6 separate regions of the Mus musculus genome follow, and all the other regions are linked to region 2. A link is a contact called in public HiChIP or PLAC-seq and promoter capture Hi-C data. All regions are on one chromosome and are shown on one strand. Each heading gives the region's core, a stretch centred on a gene start, on an enhancer-like site or on the middle of the called end of the contact. The rest is flanking DNA. Distances are from core to core; before and after follow the strand shown.

Region 1 (3,366 bases), core at 201-2,700, 990 kb before region 2:
ATTGGCACGGCCACAGAAGACCTTCATGGTGCCAACTGGCTCCTCAGTGTTTGCACAGAAACGTGAGGCTTGTTAATTTACTTCTTAGGAAGATATCTTGATATCAGAAACCTAATCAATTATAATGCCTAGGATGGAGAGAAAGGACAAGAAAACAAAGAGAAAAAAAAAATAAAGAAACAGACAAAAATGTCAAAGTTACTTACAATTCTTTATTAATGATAACATCGACCTTCAATCTCAGGTCTGGAAGGCAGAGACAGGCAGATCTCTGTGTAAGTTCAAAGTCAACATGGTCTTCATAGTAAGTTCTAGGCCAGCAAGAACTACATAGTGACAGCCCATCTCAAAAGAAAATTAACCAGTATTTTGATATTTCTGACAAGAGTAATTTTCATTTTTTATATAGGATATACCATCAAAAACTATAATAAAAGCCAGTTGTGGTAGCTCATGTCTAAAATCTCAGCACGTAGGAAACTGAGGCAGAAGGATCTAAAGTTTGATGCCATCCTGGGCAATGCTGTGAGACCTTGTCATAAAACAAGAACAAAACAGAACAACGTGTCGTTGCATGTCTTTGATTCTAGCACTAGAAAAGCAGAGGCAGGACCATCTCTATGAGTTCCATGCCTGTCAGGGCTGCACAATGAGATTCCTGTCTGAAGAAAAATTTGGGGGTGAGGGGGGGCCTACAGTAAATATATAGGGCTGTTTGGAAGTTTCGCCACTTTTCAGAAATTCCTACATAATTAAAAAGGCCCCACAAGTCCATCGGGGTCCAGCCTTCAAGTGAAGGCAAGTGAGAAGGCAGGGTAAGCCGAGCAATGAGCTAACATTATACAGTAAAAGCGCAGAAGTGGTTATTCCGCAACAGATTAAGGACACTTGCTTATCTGTGATGTCGCTAGGGTTTCACTAAGAACACACTTAAAAATGCACTGAGGGCCACTCCAGTGTTTTAATCAAAAGCATGTCCACCTCGGGCACACAAACGTCTGGCGCTTCTCCGGGTGAGTGTCGTGAACTGAATGGTTCCCAAACTGCTCAGAATACGAACTGAGAAAGCCATCCCGAAGCAAAACCGCCCGAACGGTCCCGGGACCGAACCGTTCCCGGCTGGGTTAGGGGCGCTGCATACAACTGAGGTCCCGCCCGGTGTGAGTGACTGGGGCGAGGCTTCTGACACAAGTCCTGCGCCCGGCGACAGTCTGAGAAAGGACAGTCACCCACGCGGACCGCTGCGGCAGACCTGCTCAGGGTGCTTGAACCACTCCACGTGGACTCTGGAGCAGCCCGGAAGATAAGTACACCGGAAACCCAAATATCCCCAACGCCAGAGCCCTAAAAATGAGGCCGGAAGACCGACTGCACCCAGGCCCAGCCACGGCCCAACCTCCCCAGCAAGCCCAACAGCTCACCCGCTGTGGGAAGCGATCCACTCGCCGCCACTCCCGCGGCCATTTTGCCTCTCCCACTGTGGGTGGGGCGTCGAGGCGTAGCGTGACGTTCCGTGAGGCCCCGCCCGCTGAACTGGATGGACATCCCGTCGCGCCCCGCGCCTTCCCACAGTACTCCGCGATCGCCGCTATGGAGGCCGGCAGGACTGCGGTGTTGCGCGTGAAGCGGAAGCGCAACGCGGAGCCCGCCGAGGCGCTCGTGCTGGCCTGTAAACGCCCCCGGAGCAGCGAGGTCGAGTCGGCGGCTCGGGAGACGCCAGAGGGCCAGGAGGCGGCGGCGGCGGAGAGAAATGTCTTCCAGTTGGTTGCCACCGTGCGATCCCAGGTATGAGAAGGGTGAATGGACTCTTTGTGGGAGCGATCTTTGAACGCTGCCCGTGTCGCAGTCATCTCTTTTCCCGACGCCCCTCAGGAGGAGCCAATCCAGCAGCTTGTGCGGGCTGCCTTGCGCCCGTCCCGGAGCAGCCAGCTGCGTATCCGCCGCGATCTTCGTGCCTCGGTGCGCGAGGTCCGTAAAGAGGGCCGCTACAGGGTGGTCTCCAGCCACCGATCCTCGGGAACCTCGAACAGTTTGGAGCCTCAGTGTGGGTCAGAAGCTGTCGGGGATGCGGGCTTCCAGTTGTTGGACCTGGTCCACGAGGAGGAAAACCCAGAGGCTGCTGCCACCGACTGCCGCAAAGTGAGTACTGTATATGTCTGCTCTGCTCCCAAAGGCAGTAATGAAGAGCATACACACTGTAAGCTTAAGAATGGATGATCCATCTCTAAGAGTTGACCTCATTTTACCTGATTTCTGTTGTTGTTTTTGTTCTGTTGAGATAGTTTTGCTGTGTAGCTCTGGTTGACATAGTACGGGCTATGGAGCCCAAGCAGACCTCTGACACACAGCAGTTCTGCCTCCGTCGCTCCAGTGCTGGGATTATAAGTAAGCATGTGCAACCCACGCCCCTTAGGATTGGTTTTCTTTCTTTCTCTTTTGCTTGTGTCGTAATACACACCTTCCCTCCCAGCATTTGGGAGGCAGTACCATGTGGATCTCTGAGTTCCAGCCCAAAAAGGACTACATAGTGAGACCTTGTCTCCAAAAAAAAAAAAAACAAAAAGCAAAAAACAAAAACTTTGTGTGTGATTGATCAGGCCTTTAATACTCAAGAGGCATGGATCAATAGATCTCTTCTTTCAAGGCCAGGCAGAGCTACACAGTGAGAACGTGTATCAAAATAAATAAACAGAATTGATGTAGGCCTTTTGAAAGTGGATTTGGCTATTTAAAAGATATACAGTATTTAGAGATGATGTTAAACTGTCATTGCTACGAAAAATGAGGTAAATATGGAAGGAGTTTTAGCTCACAATTTTGGAGGTTTTGGTGCAGTGTATGGTCAGACTACTAACAATTTGCCTCCAACCTCCCTGAAGACGGGGCTCTAGCATTTATATATACCCTCTGAGAAGTTCCCAGAATTCCAAATGTCACAGAAACTATCTACAGCTGACAAAAACCACTTCTGCTAGGGCATGAGGCAAATCATAGTCAGCTGCTTTAGACAGCTCAAAGCAGCCCCACATCCCCACACCTGGGATTAAAACAAAAAAAAAAATAAACTGTTTCTGTGTTCTTTAAAGAAACCAAAATTCCAGACTTGTCACTACAAAGGGAACTTGCGGCAAGTGTTCTTCCTCTGAGCTAGATTCCTAATGTGGTATTTTCCTTTTCTTAATCTTCACAAATACTATGAATTAGATACTTTTATCGCCATTTTGTTTTTTTTTTCAGAAAGTTTTTATTAGCAAGCATTGGCTATTCAAAGTAATAGTTTTTATTAGATTTTGTATGTCTATACTCACTCCTGTTGAACCTTTAAAAAAAAAAGCCTTATTTATTTTATGTATGTAAGTACACTGT
Region 2 (3,414 bases), core at 731-3,230:
CAAGACTCCAACTACTAAACTTCCCTCCTGCATAAATAAATGTAAAAATGTACACTTTCGACTGATATTGTGGGTCACTTTGGTACTTGTCACTGGGTTTGATCTCAAGTACTACACAGACCCAGTATGGGGAGAGACACAGAGAGAAATATTTTAAGTTCAAACTCAACTTCAGTTTCACTGGGAATCTGAAACCAGTCTGGGCTAATTGTCTAAAAAACAAACAAGAGAACAAACCCTAACTTCAAAACAGGGATGAAGAAGTAGCAAGTCACCACCAAGGCTCAGGTCTGCCCCCAAGTTCAACTCTCAACCTAGGATTTTTGGCTGATATGAAGACAGTGTTTAAAAAAAAAAAAAAAAAAAAAAAAAAAACAACTATTCAAATTCTTGGTTCTTGCAAATTTGCCAAAAGCCCTGGGTAGTTAGTTATGTTAGTTATAGTTCAGTGTTCTGGAAATTTCCTGACCCCAGCTGATCTCCTGTTTGCACTAAATCAAACAAAGAGATACACAGTCTCAGTAAACCATCTGTAGCTGTGGGTCTTAACCAGTCCTGGGATGTCCAGACTAGGTAGGAGTTGTCCAGGGGAGAAAAAAATGTTAATCAGAAGTCAAACATCATTTGCTTTTCAACCACGCTCTTGATGCCTCATATGAGGTTGAATGGAACATGTTCATAGCAGATTAAATTTTGAGAAGTCTACAGGAACAGGCAGTCTAAGTTCTGAGAACCAAGAGCCCTTGATGAAACTGGCTTTTATAATGGGCAAGAAAGAGGCAGGCAGCCACCAAGCCCCAGCAATCTACCCAGCTAGGTAATTCCAATATGCTGTCTCTATAGACAGAGTCGTCTACATTCAAGGATAAGCCATAAACAAATGGAGCAGCTGACTCAGTCCAAGAGCTCCCAGTAGAGAGACAGAGGTTGAGGCCCACACAAACAAGCAGCAGGAACACCTTTTCCCAGCCCCTTCGCTTAGTGCTGCCACTAAGTAAACACACTGGAGTCACTAAATGCAAATACTCTTGTTCACATACGAAGGCCAACTCTCCCCAAGTGACCTAACTGATTTGTCTACCAAGCCAATGTGTAATTTCCACTTCACTCAATTTCAACTTTTAACTCTGGTATCTGGTATTGCGACACCACACGTTAAGAGTACATTTCAAAAGAGAAGAAAACAAGTCGAGAGTTCCTTTTAGAAAAGCAAGCTCATTCCCCCACCACCCCCATCTGATTGTGAGGCATGAGCTTAGGTTTCCCCCACTCCCCTAAAACCAGAGAGAGACAGATCAGAGACCAGAGTGTTGATTAGGTGTGCTACCTAGTTCTTAACTATTAGAGTCAGCAAAATGGGCATAATACTATCGATATTCAGACTTCAGGGAGTTGTATTAGAGATAAATTCAAAAGAGCAGGACCTTCCCACTCCACTAAGTATTTGGTGTGTACTGGCTATTACTATCATAGAGGTCCAAAGAAGGACCCTGCTGAGACATCGCTGATCCTATGACAGACGGGAGGAGCGGGATTCTAAAGCCCGGAGCCGAAAGACTAAAGGGTGAGAAAAGGCGAAGAACCGCGGGCGCAGGGGCATCTGGGGCAGGAACCAGAAGCGGAAGGGACTAGGGAGAATTAAGGGCCAGCCAACAGGATCCCAAAAGACCCCACACTCACCCAGAGTGAATTCCCATTGCTCGTTCCCCAGAGAGCGTTCAGGCACCACCTCCAGGTCCAGCATTGGGTCGGTTCGCTGGGCCGGGCGGCCTCCCTGCGGCAGCGCAGACAGGACCCGGCCTGAGGAGAGCACGCAGCTGCTGACTGGTCGCTCTCGCCAGCCCGCGGACGTCCGGCTCTCCACTCGGTTCCGGGCGGCGACGGCAGCACGAACACAACAACACACTTCACCTCCCTTCAACCTCCCGGGCAGCAGCCCCGGCAGGAGAGGCTGTAGCAACAGCAGCGCCCAGAGCAACTGCAGCAAAAGTGGCGTGCCGGGCCGTAAAGCGTGGCAAAGGCGGGGCTAAATCATGAAGGCGGGGCTTGAGGCGGAGTCGCGCACGCGCAAACTCTGGATCAGAGGCCAGACCCGCGCGGGTAGAGCTGGAGGGAAGAGCAGCTGCTTTAGAACTTAGGGGCCACATTCCAGAGGTCCTGAAACTGCACAGCGCACCATATATGCCTACGCAAGAAAAGGCACAAGGCGGGAAACATGTCACACAAAAATAAAGTCTTCCGTCTGCACACTTGTCCCACTAATCTGCACTAGGAACAAAACGGACAGGAAGGACCCAGTCCCAGAGACTCACGGCCCCGCGGACCATTATCAAGCTTGTCACGTACTGACGCTGGCTGCCACTGCCTAAATTGTTCAGAAACCTACTCTCCTTGGACCCAGTGGTCTCTGAGCAGGGTCCACCTCAGAGTCGAGGATGTATGAGTCCGTTGGCAAGGGTTAGAGCGAGAGGATTTGAGTTAGAAGGCTGAAGAGTTCCGGGCCAGGTCTCATTTCCAGAAATGCTCAACCTAGGGAATACTTTCTAAGCACAGAGGCTGCCTCCTGCAGCTCCGCCTGGAGTCACCATTGCTGCTTGCCAATGCTTTATGGTAGTGACTAAAGCTCTTAAGTGTTCTGTGCCTCCGTTTCCAGTGAGTAGAAGAGGGGCTCCTCTAGTTATTCAGCCAGAATTTTCGGCTTGCTTGCTCTAGGGCACCCTAAAATTAAAAGGCAGCTGAGGCCTCTTTTGATGACAAGACCTCACACCCTCAGTCTCATTTTATAGACGAATAAATGAGGCACAAGGAGGGTAAAGACTTTACCCAAGCTTCCTTGATCCTAGGCAGCAAAGCTCGATTCCCATTATGTTTCCTAAGGGTAGTATTTAGCAGGGAACTAAGTGACAGACTAAATACTCAAACTGGCTATAAAGAAGCCTAACAGTGGATACGTCACAAAATTTCAAGTCAGTGCTATGGGATTAAACAAAATAAAATAAAAATAGTAGAACGTCTTTGAGAAGCATTGCTGCACGCCAAAACAACTGGGTCACTGGGCTGTCTGTCCAGTGGGAAAGTGGCTGCAGAAACGCTGACGTGTGTAGCTAGCTATGTTTAGAGGCTGGGTGTGCTGATTTGTGCCTGCTTGGAATCCCAGCAGTTGGGAGTGAGGCAGTAAAGAAGTTCAAGGTTAGGCCAGCCTGGTCTACAAAGTGAGCTCAGGACAGCCAGGGCTATACAGAGAAACCCTGTCTCGAAAAACAAAAAACAAAAAACAAACAAACAAAAAAAGAAGTTCAAGGTCGGGCTGGAGAGATGGCTCAGCTGTTTAGAGAAGTCAGTGCTCTTCCAGAGGTCCTGAGTTCAATTCCCAGCAACGACATGGTGGCTCACAACCATCTGTAATGGGATCTG
Region 3 (3,109 bases), core at 432-2,931, 880 kb after region 2:
TACAGTGTACTTACATATAATAAATAAATTTGAAAAAAAAAAAAAAAGAAAAAGTCTGGTTCTGGTGGCACTCCCCTGCCCCAACCTCCTCCCTCCCCCACTCCTGTTTTCTCACTCCCCAGTTCTTGGTGGCTGCTTCTTCCTCCAGCTTTCTATCCAGGTCAGACTCCCTACTTGCATGAGACCAAGGGGGAGGAATGACTGGGGGAGGCTCCCCTATACCCTATGAGCTTACTACCCTTCATATTTTCTTAGGCCTGTCTTTCTGGCACCCAGCTAGGGCAAGGACATCTTGTGACTTCTGGTTGGCACTCACTCCTTTTCCATGAAGGGGTACTGGGCAGGTAGGACTGAAGCCAGTGGCCAGTAGATTCAAAGACCCGCCCCACGCCTCCCAGAGGCTTCCAGAGATCTGAAACGGCCAGAAAATGGGCTCTAGGTCCGCTTGGCACCTCATTTAGGAACAAAGTATTAGGTTCTACCGGAGACCTCAGGGTTGATGCTCCTTAGTAGGTCCTGGGGTACAACGGAGAGGTCCTGGGGCAGAACCCCCCTTTTGCCCTCAAGGATATCCTCAAGGTCACTGGATGAGTCACCTGCCAAGTTTCCTAGCAGTTAAAGACACTGTCTCTCCTATCCCCAACTCGAAGTGGGAGCAGGTCGGATATTAAGTTGCTAGGTATCTGAGCAACAAGTGGCTGTCACTATGGTCTGTTTCCTCCTTCCACCGTCCCTCCTCCCACCCCTCTCCCCATCTCCATAGGCTCCATGCCAGTTCCCGCCCCACACGTGATGATGAGTGTTGGGAGGACAAAGGAGACCTTCCTATCCGGGTGGGGACAAGCAGGGAGGAGGAAGGAGTACAGCGCGGGAGGGGGGAAGGAGGGCATGAAGTCACCCCGCAGGCTCGCCACCCTGAAACAGTGGTCCGCCTGTGTCTTCACTACGTGGCCCCTGCCTCACCCACTCCCCGGGGGCACATCCCACTCCGTAGGATCTTCACCACACAGGCGGCTAGGTCTCAGCCTAGGAGGTGGGAGGGTGTGCAGGGCGGGCGAGGCCAGAAGAAGCTTAGCGAGCGCAGCAGTCCCGGGGACTCAGAGAGGGCGGAGGCGCTCGAGGTCACACAGCAGCCGAGCTGCGGCTCCAGCGGGGACCAGGACCCCAAACCCTTGACTTCTGGTCCCTTTCGAGGGCCTCGCAGACTGGAGAATCCGGGAAGAACACGGCTCGGGCCTGATTCTGACTCGAGCTCCGCTACAGAGAAGTCGTAGCAAGCTTGGGGGCGGTGGTCCAAATTCTCCTGGGCTGGAGGTGCAAGGCCCCAGGCTGGGGCGCGGGTACCGGGCTTCACGCACCCGGGGAGCACACGCACTCACCGACTCGGCCAGCAGGAGGCGGCCTTTGAGAGAGCAGAGGAAGGCGCGCGCGGGCAACAGGGCTCGGAGTCCCGGCACTGTCCTGCCACTTCGGGGGCCATGCGCGGACTCTGGATCGGGCTCTGGCTCTGCGTCCGGGGGCCACATAGCGGCGCTATCTGGTCGAGCCTGGGCCTCACTGCCTCACCCACCGCCCTGGAGGGAAGCGGAAACCCGCTGTGCGGAAGAAGAAAAAGTGGAGTTAGACTAGGCCGGGGACTCATCCTCCGCTGTCCCGCCCACCTCCCCCATCCCCACCCACAACTGCCCCTCGAACCCTGCCCCGCCCATCCTCCCTCCGACCATTCTCTACGCAGCCCCCGTGTTCCGTGGACGCTGCCTTACCCATCCGTCCTGTGGATCCTCCCATCTCCTCCTCCCCCACTCCCCCTCTGCCTACGTCCTGCCCATATCCTGCTCCATCCTTCCAACCACTCCTCATTGCCCCTCAGATGTAGTCCAGTCTGTCTCTCTCTGTCTTCTCTATTTCCACTTACTTCCTCTGCCTCTTCACTAGCCTTAGGATCCTTCCCTGCACCTTGTCCTTTCATTCTCAGTTCCCCCTCGATCCTGTCCCGCCCACCAACCCCGGCGCACCCCACAGTCCCTCCGACCCTGCTCTTCTCACTTCCCCACCCATGAATCTTTGCACTACACTGCCCCTCCGACTATCCTTGGCCCTCTATCCTCCGGTCACTTCTCATTCTTCACCCCCTCTACTGCCCCCCCCCACCTCCTTTACCTGCCCCACCTATCTTCTGCCCCATTCTCGCACCCCTTCCCATGCAGCCTTCTAGCACCTACCTCCCCACCTCCCGCACTCACTATTTCTGCTACGTCCCGGGGTGACACAGATTCTGTACCCAGATCCTCCCAGTCCCCTCGCACTCCAGCTCTCTGTTTGCTCTGTGTGGCTGGCCTGGAGTCTTCTTTTGTCGTTTGACTCCTTACCCCCCCCCCCCCCCCCCCCGTCCTGACTGACACAGACCCACTTATCTGCCCTGAGCGCCCCCTAAAGCGACCACCTGTCCTTGCTCAGCGGTTCTGCTCTTTAAGCTCGAAGTAACTTACTGCCTAGACAACTCCAGGACAGGGACACTGCCCCCATACCCCACCCCCATCTCCGCTAAGTCCTCTCCAGGCTTGGCTCTAACCAGGCGAGATCAGTTCTTTCAGAGTGCTTTCCCCTTCTTGGCTCCTCTCAGAGTTTTCCTACTACTTCCCAGGCCACCCTCCCGCTAGTTCTTGGCTTGCCCATCTTCCTCTATTTTACAGGCCACGCTCCTGTCAGGCCTCAGCCAGCCCATCCTCCTTCCTGGCCTCTTTCGTTAGCTGCCCAAGGCTTGGGTTCGTTCTGTGCTGGACTAACCAGAGATCTGGAATTATCCTTGTTCTCCCCCACGGCTAGCCCATCATGGATGCTCTCTTAATACCACTAAGTCTGCACTCCTGCCCCATTAACTATCGTGAGGCTCTTTAAGAGACTAATGCTTTCTTCCTTGTCACCCGGATGCGCTAAGATCACTAGTCATGATCCCTCCCACTGCACCCTCAGGAAAATTGATGCTTCCTCTTGCCACGGGGACTTTGTACATCTGTCCTTTCTAACAGTGTGTGTGTGTGTGTGTGTGTGTGTGTGTGTGTGTGTGTGTGTGTGTGCATTTTCTTGTGTCTGGGTGCTGATAGAGACC
Region 4 (3,107 bases), core at 401-2,900, 720 kb after region 2:
CCCAGTCTGATGAATAGAGTCATCCGTTACCACCACACCCAACTCTTTTTTTTTTTTTTTTTGAGACAAGTGTCTTCACTGTATATCCTTGGCCAGCCTAGAACACACTATGTTGAGCAGGCTGGCTTTGAACTCACAGAGATCCACCAGTCTTTGTCTCCTTAGTACTGGGATTAAAAGCATGCACCGTCAGGCCCAGTCTGGTATATATTACTTAACTCTTAAAATTTATTCTTTTCAAACATTTACTTCTCTCCTTTTTCCAACAGGAGCTGCTGCTCAAGAAGTTATCAAAATAATCACCAAACAATTCGTAATTTTTAATAATACTTATATTTATAGTGGTATGTCACAAACTTCTGCAACTTTCCAGTTGTAGAATAAGCACCATGTGTAATATGTTAATGGTTGGAACTGTAATTGTCTTCATATTGTGCTTTGGTTTGTAAAAATCTGTTAAAGGACGGAAGTTAAATTGTTTCCTTAATAAAAGTTTTTCTCATTTGTAATATAGTCTTGTTGTCTGGAATGGTGGGGAGAATGGGGAGAAAACAGAACAAAAGCCAGCTCTTTGTATAGTTAGTTAATGCTGGATTGCTATTTTACAGTTACATATCGTAGATATGTCTGTTTCACTAACAAGAGTAAAAAATTAATTATCTTAATGAACTTAAGATGTGGATTTTAGCTGTGGACATTTTAAGATCATTACTTATTTAAAGTAGAACTTTTAAAGAAGCATTTCGGAGCTTTATCAGGACAAAACCATTCCCTTGTGCTGTCGTCATTCATTATATATACCTAAAGGTTTGTCACTATACCTGTGTATTGAATTTTATGGGCTTGCCCCATCCCTAAATTTCTTTTTATTGAATAATATATTGGAATAATAGCATTTAGCAGCTTGTTAGATGGGAAGGAAAGTTCCTGAAGGTGAGGAAAAGTAACAAACTAGAAATCCAAACTGGGAGGCCGAATGTGTGTGTGTGATTCGTTATCCTAAGGCCCTAAATTGCCTGCTATAGAACAGTTCTCAAAGGCAGTCTCCTATGTGAGAACCTGGGTTATAGCTGACAAGAGGCGAGGGAGGGGGCTCATAGGGATTTTATTTCTTGAAAACCTGTATCATTCTTGCTTGGCTGTGTCATCAAGTGACTTTGTCAGAGCAGGAACTGCCCTCTGACAGTACTTCCATCTCCCAACACTCCCATGGGAAGAGTTCTGTTGGGACGTATGACAGGACTAAATTATAGGGCACACCTTGAACACATTTAAGACTCAGAGCTCTGGGCTCTTGGGTCTACTCAATGAGAAGCTGGCTTGGCCAGAACCAAAAACTAAGGATTTTGGAGTTCACCCAGGGAGGGTGTCCAGTCAACGGAATGCCCAGTGCAACCAAAGAAAGCCTGGCGTCAGGCAAGGTCAAGGAGGGAGCAAAGACCCTTCCGAGACGCAAGTCCTAAATACTAAGTTATATTACCCTCATCATGTCACTTTCTCCCATCTAAAACCTGGCATCCCGCACTGATCACCTTCTGCCCACTGATGGCTCTACAGCTGCGAAGGGCTAAGCCCAGTGGGACAGGTGTGCGGCCGGAAGTCCCGCCCAGCGGATGTGAGCCTGGCTGGCGCGCGGGCGTGGGAAACCCAGTCAGGCGTCGTGGTCTAGGCTGCCACAGGGACGAGCTGGTGTGGGCCTGACAGGGGCTCTGGGTTCCAGGGTGGAGAGGCCAAGGTCTCGGCTTCCCGCCTTCCGGTGGTCGGCTCCTGGGGCGGAGCTGTGGTGGCGGGCGTGGCCCGCTTCCCTGGCTCACCTGAGGAGGTGGATTGAGCTGAGGGCAGGGGCTTCCCTGAGCTGGCGCCAGGCCCACGACCTGTGAGGGGGAAAAGGTCGTCCCCATCTGCCCAGTCGGGCGGCTGTGTGCGTCCGGGCTGCTCCCCGGGATCCCGGGGCGGGGAAAGCGGCGGCCCCCACGGGGGATTCGGTTTGGGAGGAAGAGGACGGGAGCGCGTGCCCAGCAGCAGCTGACGCTGGGAACTGGGCGATTGCTCCTGGGAGGTCCGCCGGAGCCGGGCTCGGGAGGCGTGCATGGTGCCCCGCGGAGAGCAGTAGAGGAAAGTCGTGGGCCTGCCTGCCCTCCTCACAGGCGTTCCTTCTTCCAGCTCTTTAGGTGAGCCAGGCCTCCGGAGCCTGGAGCGAGAGCGAGGGAGCCATAACCCACGGAAAGACGGTGGACCCGGAGGCTGGGAATCCCGGGCGAGCCGTGAGGGTGTGCGCCCCATATCCTATCCATCCAGTACAGCAACTGGTTCCTGGGACCCTCTATTCCCTGGGACCTGAATGGCTTATGTCACACTCGGAGCAGAAAAGTTGATAGTGCACGTTACGTGCTTGCCTTTCTGCTCCCGTTAGAGGGTGCCTTCCACAGTGTAGGATTCCAAGGCGGACGGACAACTTACAAGTGGAAGTGAATGCTAGGATTTTCATCTCTGCCAGCCCCACCCAGGAAGATATTTTTGTCTCTCTTGGGGGAAGGGAGATATGTAGAATTTTTCCCCCCACAAAGCTTTTGATGTGACCAATTTTAGAGTAGCGAATTTCAGGGGCTGACCTAGTGTTTAATGATAGACTCTACCTTGAGTCCCATACCCAGGATGAAAGAGGTGTGCAGAACACTAATCAACTAGTTTTCTTATTTATGTTCTCTAATAGTCTTCCTAGTAACGTTTGCACCTGACCTTGTTGGTTTGGAGAGTAAATTAAGTAAACCCTTTAAGGATGGTGTGTCCTGTTATGTAAAAACTTACCCCCGCCCCGTGAGATCAGGGTAAAAAAAATTTACAATCTCATTGTTAGTGATGATTTGTACCCACAAAACTACTGAAAACATTTCGTAATTGCTTGAGTGGGAACATACTTTTGACTTGGGAAGTGAGCTATTTTTATAATATTATATAAAATATTTTTATATTTTTAAGTATCATTTTGTAATTTTTTTTTTTTTTCTGAGACAGGGTTTTTCTGTGTAGCCCAGGCTGTCCTGGAACTCATTCTGTAGACCAGGCTGGCCTTGAACTCAGAAATCCTGCCTGCCTCTGCCTCCCAA
Region 5 (3,117 bases), core at 127-2,626, 690 kb after region 2:
AATAAGTTTTCCTCAAAGGAGAGGTGGCAAGATGGCTCAGCAAGCTGGAAGATTTGGGCTTATCCCTCGAACCTGTGTTGAAGAGGACGAGAAGTGACTTCTGCAAATGGTCCTCTGTCCTCCACGAGTGCATGATGGCATTCTTGCACACACACCAATCAATAAACATTAAAAAGTTGTAAGAAGTGCATGCTCTGAGGTATCCTTGTCCACTTACTAACAACTGAATGCTTCTCAAAATCACACAGTCGCAGGCAGTACAGCACCCTCGGCCCCTGATGTTGTTGTTTCCAATTACATTTGTCCATCTTTCCTTTCCTGGGGCCAAGGTGTATGCAAGGCTATGTAGTGAACTTTCACTTTCACTTTTGACCTTCTCACATTCCCTGGGTGTATTTTATATCGCTCACGTTTCACCTGTCTAACTGGAGAGGGAATGTGACAACTGACAGACATGCACAAGCACATAATGAGCTGGGAACGCCTAACGCCCCTTTTCTCCCATCAGTTGGGTTCCATAGGGGTTGGGGGAGGGAGGTCACAGCAGGGTGTCCCCTCACCTTGTGTCCTAACACTGTGCCCAGGGGAAGTGCATTTGTTAGCACTGCAATATTACTGTCAAATGGAGCCGTCTCTTTGGTCCCTCACCCCACAAGGCTGGAAGGATTTTATGTGTGGATGTACACTCATCATGTGCTGGGATAATAATCTCAGGACGTGCAAGTGCATCTGGCAATCATGAATCTGGAGACTCCTCTAGGATTTGGGATAGAGGAAAGCAATTCTTACTTGTCAGCAAGCCTCTTCTTCCCTCTTGTCCTCAACTTGCTCATAAGCTCCTTCCTTAGCATCGGCCACCAAGGGACAGTCATCCTGTGTCACATGAATCGATGATAGCTTTAATTTCCTCCTTGTTCATGGGCTTCACAGGCAACTCTGGCTGCTTCTCAGACACCCTCCCGTCCCCCAAGTCCACTTCTCATTTGTCTCCTGATGCCGTTTCATCTCGTTCAAAACCCCCTTTCCCTTGCGTCACCACGGGGAACAATTCTTGGAGGGAAGCCGTGGGGTGGGGCCCCTCTGTCTACCCATCAGGGTAGCTTCTCTATATAGAATACTATATACAAGTATGCTGGTGTATTGTTCCTCTTGGAGGAGTCTCAGGAACGGTGAACTCACCCAGAAGAGGACTAAGGTTTATCAGTGATAAGGATTATCACTCGATTTAAAAGTCGGAGTTCTCCACAATTACTGCAGGTAGAGAGAGAGAAACATTCTGTGGAACTCAACCTCAGGTTTCCCCCGGCTTCCCAGTGACGCGTGCGCAGTGCAGCGTCGGCGCCCCCTACTGGCTGCGCGCTGGAGGAGGGCGCTTAGTGCGCCTGCGTGAGGCCGAGTGGGTGGCGGCCTCCTTAGGCGGCTTTGCTGTTCGCGGGCCAGGCGCGGCCATGGCGCAGCCAGGGAAGATACTCAAGGAGCAAAAGTACGACCGGCAGCTGAGGTGAGCCGGGGTTTACGAGTGAGCAAGCCGGCCAGGCTGGCGGGCTCTCCTGACACCCGCGGGGCCTAAGTGCCTAGGCCGGGTAGGCCGGCCTCCCACGGGCCTGCGGCTGCGGCCGGCCGTGCAGGGCGTGGGGAGCCGGCGCTCTGGGATCCGGCCACTGGCCCGAGTGTTCGGCGAAGGCCGGCTCGCCCCTTCCCGCACGGCTGGCTGTCCGCGGTTTGCGGTGCGCGGTGTCTCCGCCAACCCACTGGGCTGCACAGTCTCGGCAGGCCCTCCCTACTCGTTCGCTAAACGAGGGGGGTGGGAGCACCCCATCCTGCCCGACCGCCGAGCGCTGCGCCCCGGCAGGTATTGGTCTACGCCCGCGCTGGCCAATAGAAATGCGTCATGCTAGCTTTATCGGAGCAAACCGTGTTCGTAATTACACATTTTCCAGTAGGCACCTTTCAAATAAAGTTAAAAGAAGCTAGACATGGTAATCCCAAGGACTTGAGAAGCAGAGGCAGGTGGATCGGAAACTGAAAGCCAGCCTGGCCTCCATTGGAAGACCTTGGGAACCGGGAGAATAAAGAGACAGGAAAATAAGTTTTGCTACTAGTTCTCCCCACCCCTCTCGTTTATATAGAGACATGGTCTTAAGTAGGCCAGTCTTGAACTCAAGCGCCTACGTCCCAGGTCTCAAGTGCTGAGATTGAAGATGCTCACTGCCCAGCCAGACTCAAAAATAAGTTTTTGCTCCCCCACCCCACCCCTTTTTTTTTTTTTTTTTGTCTTTTACCTTTGAGTGGCCGCCTGGACTTGCAATGTAGAGCAGACTGCGCTCAGACTTGATGCAATCCTTCTGCCTCTTTTTCCCCAACAGCTGAGATTATAAGTGTGGACTATTACACCCGGTTTATGAAGTATTGAGGCTGGAACTCTGGACATCATGCCTGCTTGCCAAATTGAGCTACATTCCCCAATCCCAGAATCAAATTTGACAGTGTTTATCTAACCTAGTATTCCAAAACATTACAATTTCAACGTAATTATTGTTAAAATTACCAAGCTATTTTTGTTGTTGTTGTTCACAGAGTCTTATAAATCAGGTATCATACACATTTTAAAAATGTCTTAATTCATGCCAGCTGCATTTCTAGTACTCAGAAACCATTTGGACAGGGCACATCTAAACCATCCGGTGGATTCTTTAGCTATTTCTCCTTCCTTGTCTCTTCCCACCTTCTTCCTTTCTTATTGAGTATACTCTGTGTCAGCTAAGTGTATCAAAGTGTTGCCATCCCCTCGCCTCTCTTAATCTCAAGAGAACTTACCCTGTGTCCCTAAGGATGGAGGTTTCTCTTTGTATTGACTACCTAGCTCTTACTCTCCCAGAGACGTAGGTACTTAGTTCTGAGAATCCTTGAAGGCAGACGGTCTTTGATACTGGATAGGGAAACTAAGTCTTGTAAAAGTTAGGTTAATTTGCCCAGAGTTAGACATGTTTCCAGCTTGGGGCCACCTGGCTTTTTCAGACTCATCCTTTGTCCCAAGCTTCTAGAGAGAGAAACAAGGTAGCAGAGCCCTTGTAACTACTCTGAGTTCTTGTGGACTCGTAGTTCTGTGTTTGGGTG
Region 6 (3,080 bases), core at 539-3,038, 650 kb after region 2:
GATGTAGCCTCACTGGAGTAGATGTAACCTTGGAGGAAGTTTGTCAGTAGGGATGAGTGTTGAAGCTTCGAAATCCCATTTCAGATCTAATCTCTCCCTCCCCACTCCCCTCCCCACTCCCCTCCCCCTCCCCCTCCCCTCCTCCTCCTCCTCCTCCTCCTCCTCCTCCTCCTCCTCCTCTTCTTCTTCTTCTTCTTCTTCTTCTTCTTCTTCTTCTTTCTTCTTCTTCTTCTTCTTCTTCTTCTTCTTCTTCTTCTTCTTCTTCCTTCTTCTTCTTCTTCTTCTTCTTCTTCTTCTTCTTCTTCTTCTTCTTCTTCCTTCTTCTTCTTCTTCTTCTTCTTCTTCTTCTTCTTCTTCTTCTTCCTTCTTCTTCTTCTTCTTCTTCTTCTTCTTCTTCTTCTTCTTCTTCTTCCTTCTTCTTCTTCTTCTTCTTCTTCTTCTTCTTCTTCTTCTCCTTCTTCTTCTCTCTCTCTCTCTCTCTCTCTCTCTCTCTCTCTCTCTCTCTCTCTCTCTCTCCTCTGCCTGCTGCCTGTGGATCAGGAGGTAAAGCCCTCAGCTACTGCTCCAGTACCCTGCCTGTCTTTGTGCCATCCATGGTGATCATGGGGATTAAGTCTCTGAAAAATGTAAGCAAGTCCCCAATTAAATAATTTCATTTATGAGAGTTGCTTTGGCCGTGGTGTCTCTTCACAGCAACTAAAACACCAACCAAGTTGCTATTTGGTCTTCTGGGGGGAAGCCAGGGTATAGGTTAGGGTGAGGGGATAAGAGAAACAAGGGCTTACCCCTTTTCGTATGCCTCCAGAAGACCAATGCCCTCTTCTGTAACTCTGCAGTACATGTGCATGACTGCCCCCCCCGACACATACATGCACATGGGTTTTTTTAATATTTATTTATTTATTATATGTAAGTACACTGTAACTGTCTTCAGACACTCCAGAAGATGGCATCAGATCTCACTACGGATGGCTGTTAGCCACCATGTGGTTGCTGGGATTTGAACTCAGGACCTTTGGAAGAGCAGTCGGTGTTCTTAACCGCTGAGCCATCTCACCAGCCCCCACATGTTTTTTTAAAATGTAAAAACTTTTACCTACTTTTATGTATATGAGTGTTTGCCCACATGTATGTATTTGTACCACATGTGTGCCTGGTGCCCTCAGAGGTCAGAAGAGAGCATCAGATTCCCCCCAGAACTAGAGTTACAAATGGTTGTAAGCAACCACAAAGGTGCTGAGGATTGTCTCCAAGTCCCCTCCAAGAGCAGTAAGTGCTCTTATCTGCCAAGACATCTCTCCAGTCCTATTAAAAAAAGAAAAGAAAAGAAAAAAACTAATACTCTAAAACTAAAAAAAACTAATTGGCAGTGACATAGTTGGATGGATTTTGCACTCCGAGTTGCAAATGACTCGTATCCTTTCTTGAAAATGAGTTTGGAGACGAGTGAAAGAACGGCCTTGGGAATTTGGCGTGGGTAGAGGAAGCAGGAGAGGCCCTTCTGAGTAGTTGAAGTATGGGTTCTGGCGGCACTTTCACTTGCAATATCTATAAGCAGAGGCTGCCAGAAGGGGGCGCCTCAAGCTCGCTCATCGAAAGGAAAACCTTCAGTGGCTCCTAGGTCATCAAGCAACGACCCCAATCCGTTTGTGCTATTTAACGAAACAGTAACTCTCCAGGAAATTGCGAGTGCCAGAGTTCCCTCTCTGCTTCTCCTAGGGAAGCCCTGGCTAGAGCAAGCCCGTAGGCAGCTCCAGGCATTGCGAGGGACCAGCTGGCAGCCTGGGATGTGCATGAGGATGGGGACGTGCAGGGTATCAACGTCCCAGCCTCCTCTGGCTGGAGTAACCCGGCCTTGGCCTGAGCAGTTGCACCCTGCATCTTGATGTAGGTAGAGCGTGGGGCTGGAATTGGCCAAGACAGAACGTGAAATAGAAAAGGCTGATTGTGACCAAGAAGAAAGGACGCGTTGATAATGGTCTGTGCTTTCCCCCTCCCTCCCTCATTGTGCTAGCCTGTTTATCTGTTAAGAAACGTTTAATGGGGCAGGAAGTTAACAATGCTTAGTTCTGGAGAATGAAACTGTAGGAACTTACACACTCTTTACGGTTTCATTTCGTTGACTACCTTGCCGTGGGGAGATACGGTGGAACACTGACTACTTCCCTAAGCTTGCACCGAGGAAATGGCTCAGGAGGGGGCTGAGAGCGCCCCCTGGCCCTGGGGATGGGGACTCTGTCTCTGTCTGATTCTGTCTCTGAGTTCCTCTTTGTGTGTGTGTGTCCGTCTGTCTATCTTTGTCTGTCTCTCTGTCTTTCTGTCTATCTCTGTCTGTCTCTCTGTCTCTCATACATATCCTTCCCTTCCCCTTCCTCCCTCCATTCATCCATCCCTCCTTCCTTCCCTCCCTCCCCTTCTTCTTCTTCTTCTTCTTCTTCTTCTTCTTCTTCTTCTTCTTCTTCTTCTTCTTCTTCTTCTTCTTCTCCTTCTCCTCCTCCTCCTCCTCCTCCTCGTCCTCGTCCTCGTCCTCCTCCTCCTCCTCCTCGTCCTCCTCCTTCTCCTCCTCCTCCTTCTCCTCCTACCCCTTCTTCTTCTTGTTTGGTTTTTTGAGACAGGGTTTCTCTATATAGCCCTGGCTGTCCTGGAACTCATTCTGTAGACCAGGCTGGCCTCGAACTCAGAAATCCACCTGCCTCTGCCTCCCAAGTGCTGGGATTAAAGGCATGGGCCACCATGCCCTCCTCCTCCTCCTCCTCCTCCTTCTTCTTCTTCTTCTTCTTCTCTCTCTCTCTCTCTCTCTCTCTCTCTCTCCCCCCCATCTCTCTCCCCCCGTCTCTCTCTCTCTCTCTCTCTCTCTCTCTCTAGAGGTCAGAAGATTTGCAGTTTTCTCCTTTCACCACCTAAGTGGAACTCAATTCCTCAGGCTTATAGGTAAAAGCCTTTACTATCTGAGCCCTCTAGTGGCTGGGTGCAGCTGTTGTCCTCTGGGAAATCAGGGAAGACTCTTTCCTGTAAGACTTTGGAAGAGATCTAAATTTAGAAAGGAAGAACATTTCCTACAGAGCAAACAGCAGGGGCAG

Evidence for each region. Promoter capture Hi-C pulls out the DNA fragments that hold promoters and counts their contacts. HiChIP or PLAC-seq counts read pairs in DNA pulled down with a chosen protein or histone mark.
Region 1: a promoter capture Hi-C map of pre-B cells shows a contact between it and region 2, with 2.7 times the contacts expected there. The contact joins the promoter of Prmt7 here to the promoter of D230025D16Rik in region 2. A contact is called at or near these places in 2 of 39 promoter capture datasets (liver and pre-B cells).
Region 3: a contact with region 2 is called in an H3K4me3 HiChIP or PLAC-seq map of bone marrow-derived macrophages, with 6 times the contacts expected there. The contact joins the promoter of Cmtm3 here to the promoter of D230025D16Rik in region 2. A contact is called at or near these places in 3 of 39 promoter capture datasets (cranial neural crest, hippocampal neurons and stem cell-derived epiblast-like cells) and 8 of 115 datasets of contacts at active chromatin or transcription factors (astrocytes, bone marrow-derived macrophages, embryonic stem cells and 3 more).
Region 4: a promoter capture Hi-C map of hippocampal neurons shows a contact between it and region 2, with 4 times the contacts expected there. The contact joins the promoter of Terb1 here to the promoter of D230025D16Rik in region 2. A contact is called at or near these places in 4 of 39 promoter capture datasets (cranial neural crest, embryonic stem cells, hippocampal neurons and 1 more), 2 of 115 datasets of contacts at active chromatin or transcription factors (both in embryonic stem cells) and 2 of 9 other capture datasets (adipose tissue and embryonic stem cells).
Region 5: a contact with region 2 is called in a promoter capture Hi-C map of hippocampal neurons, with 5 times the contacts expected there. The contact joins the promoter of Nae1 here to the promoter of D230025D16Rik in region 2. A contact is called at or near these places in 17 of 39 promoter capture datasets (the 3T3-L1 cell line, 3T3-L1-derived adipocytes, the C10 cell line and 11 more), 8 of 115 datasets of contacts at active chromatin or transcription factors (astrocytes, bone marrow-derived macrophages, embryonic limb bud and 4 more) and 1 of 9 other capture datasets (embryonic stem cells).
Region 6: an H3K4me3 HiChIP or PLAC-seq map of forebrain shows a contact between it and region 2, with 7 times the contacts expected there. The contact joins the enhancer-like site here to the promoter of D230025D16Rik in region 2. A contact is called at or near these places in 11 of 39 promoter capture datasets (the 3T3-L1 cell line, 3T3-L1-derived adipocytes, cranial neural crest and 5 more) and 7 of 115 datasets of contacts at active chromatin or transcription factors (bone marrow-derived macrophages, craniofacial prominence, embryonic stem cells and 1 more).

Annotation. Positions count from the first base shown.
Region 1 is chr8:106,209,138-106,212,503 of GRCm38.p6, reverse strand. Prmt7 (protein arginine N-methyltransferase 7) reads right to left here and starts at 1,450. Exons shown (of 18, transcript NM_145404.1): 1 at 1,422-1,450; 2 at 1-128. The coding sequence starts at 27. Slc7a6os (solute carrier family 7, member 6 opposite strand) reads left to right here and starts at 1,571. Exons shown (of 5, transcript NM_001007567.2): 1 at 1,571-1,785; 2 at 1,873-2,139. The coding sequence starts at 1,591.
Region 2 is chr8:105,223,753-105,227,166 of GRCm38.p6, reverse strand. It overlaps D230025D16Rik (RIKEN cDNA D230025D16 gene), which reads right to left and starts at 1,980. Exons shown (of 16, transcript NM_145604.3): 1 at 1,681-1,980. The coding sequence starts at 1,744.
Region 3 is chr8:104,339,166-104,342,274 of GRCm38.p6, reverse strand. Cmtm3 (CKLF-like MARVEL transmembrane domain containing 3) reads right to left here and starts at 1,681. Exons shown (of 5, transcript NM_024217.3): 1 at 1,380-1,681. The coding sequence starts at 1,526.
Region 4 is chr8:104,508,430-104,511,536 of GRCm38.p6, reverse strand. It overlaps Terb1 (telomere repeat binding bouquet formation protein 1), which reads left to right and starts at 1,650. Exons shown (of 20, transcript NM_180958.3): 1 at 1,650-1,735; 2 at 2,164-2,270. It overlaps Nae1 (NEDD8 activating enzyme E1 subunit 1), which reads left to right. Exons shown (of 20, transcript NM_144931.3): 20 at 270-509. The coding sequence ends at 379.
Region 5 is chr8:104,532,896-104,536,012 of GRCm38.p6, reverse strand. Nae1 (NEDD8 activating enzyme E1 subunit 1) reads left to right here and starts at 1,376. Exons shown (of 20, transcript NM_144931.3): 1 at 1,376-1,501. The coding sequence starts at 1,449. It also overlaps a transcript of Car7 not described here.
Region 6 is chr8:104,569,724-104,572,803 of GRCm38.p6, reverse strand. No RefSeq gene overlaps it. Among named protein-coding and RNA genes, the nearest start is that of Pdp2, 20 kb to the left of the region's middle. Within about 2 kb of position 1,788, at least 208 of the 459 cell types and tissues checked have an H3K27ac peak or open chromatin away from gene starts, as enhancers often do. A contact at or near this core is called in bone marrow-derived macrophages, craniofacial prominence, forebrain and 2 more, where this site is marked.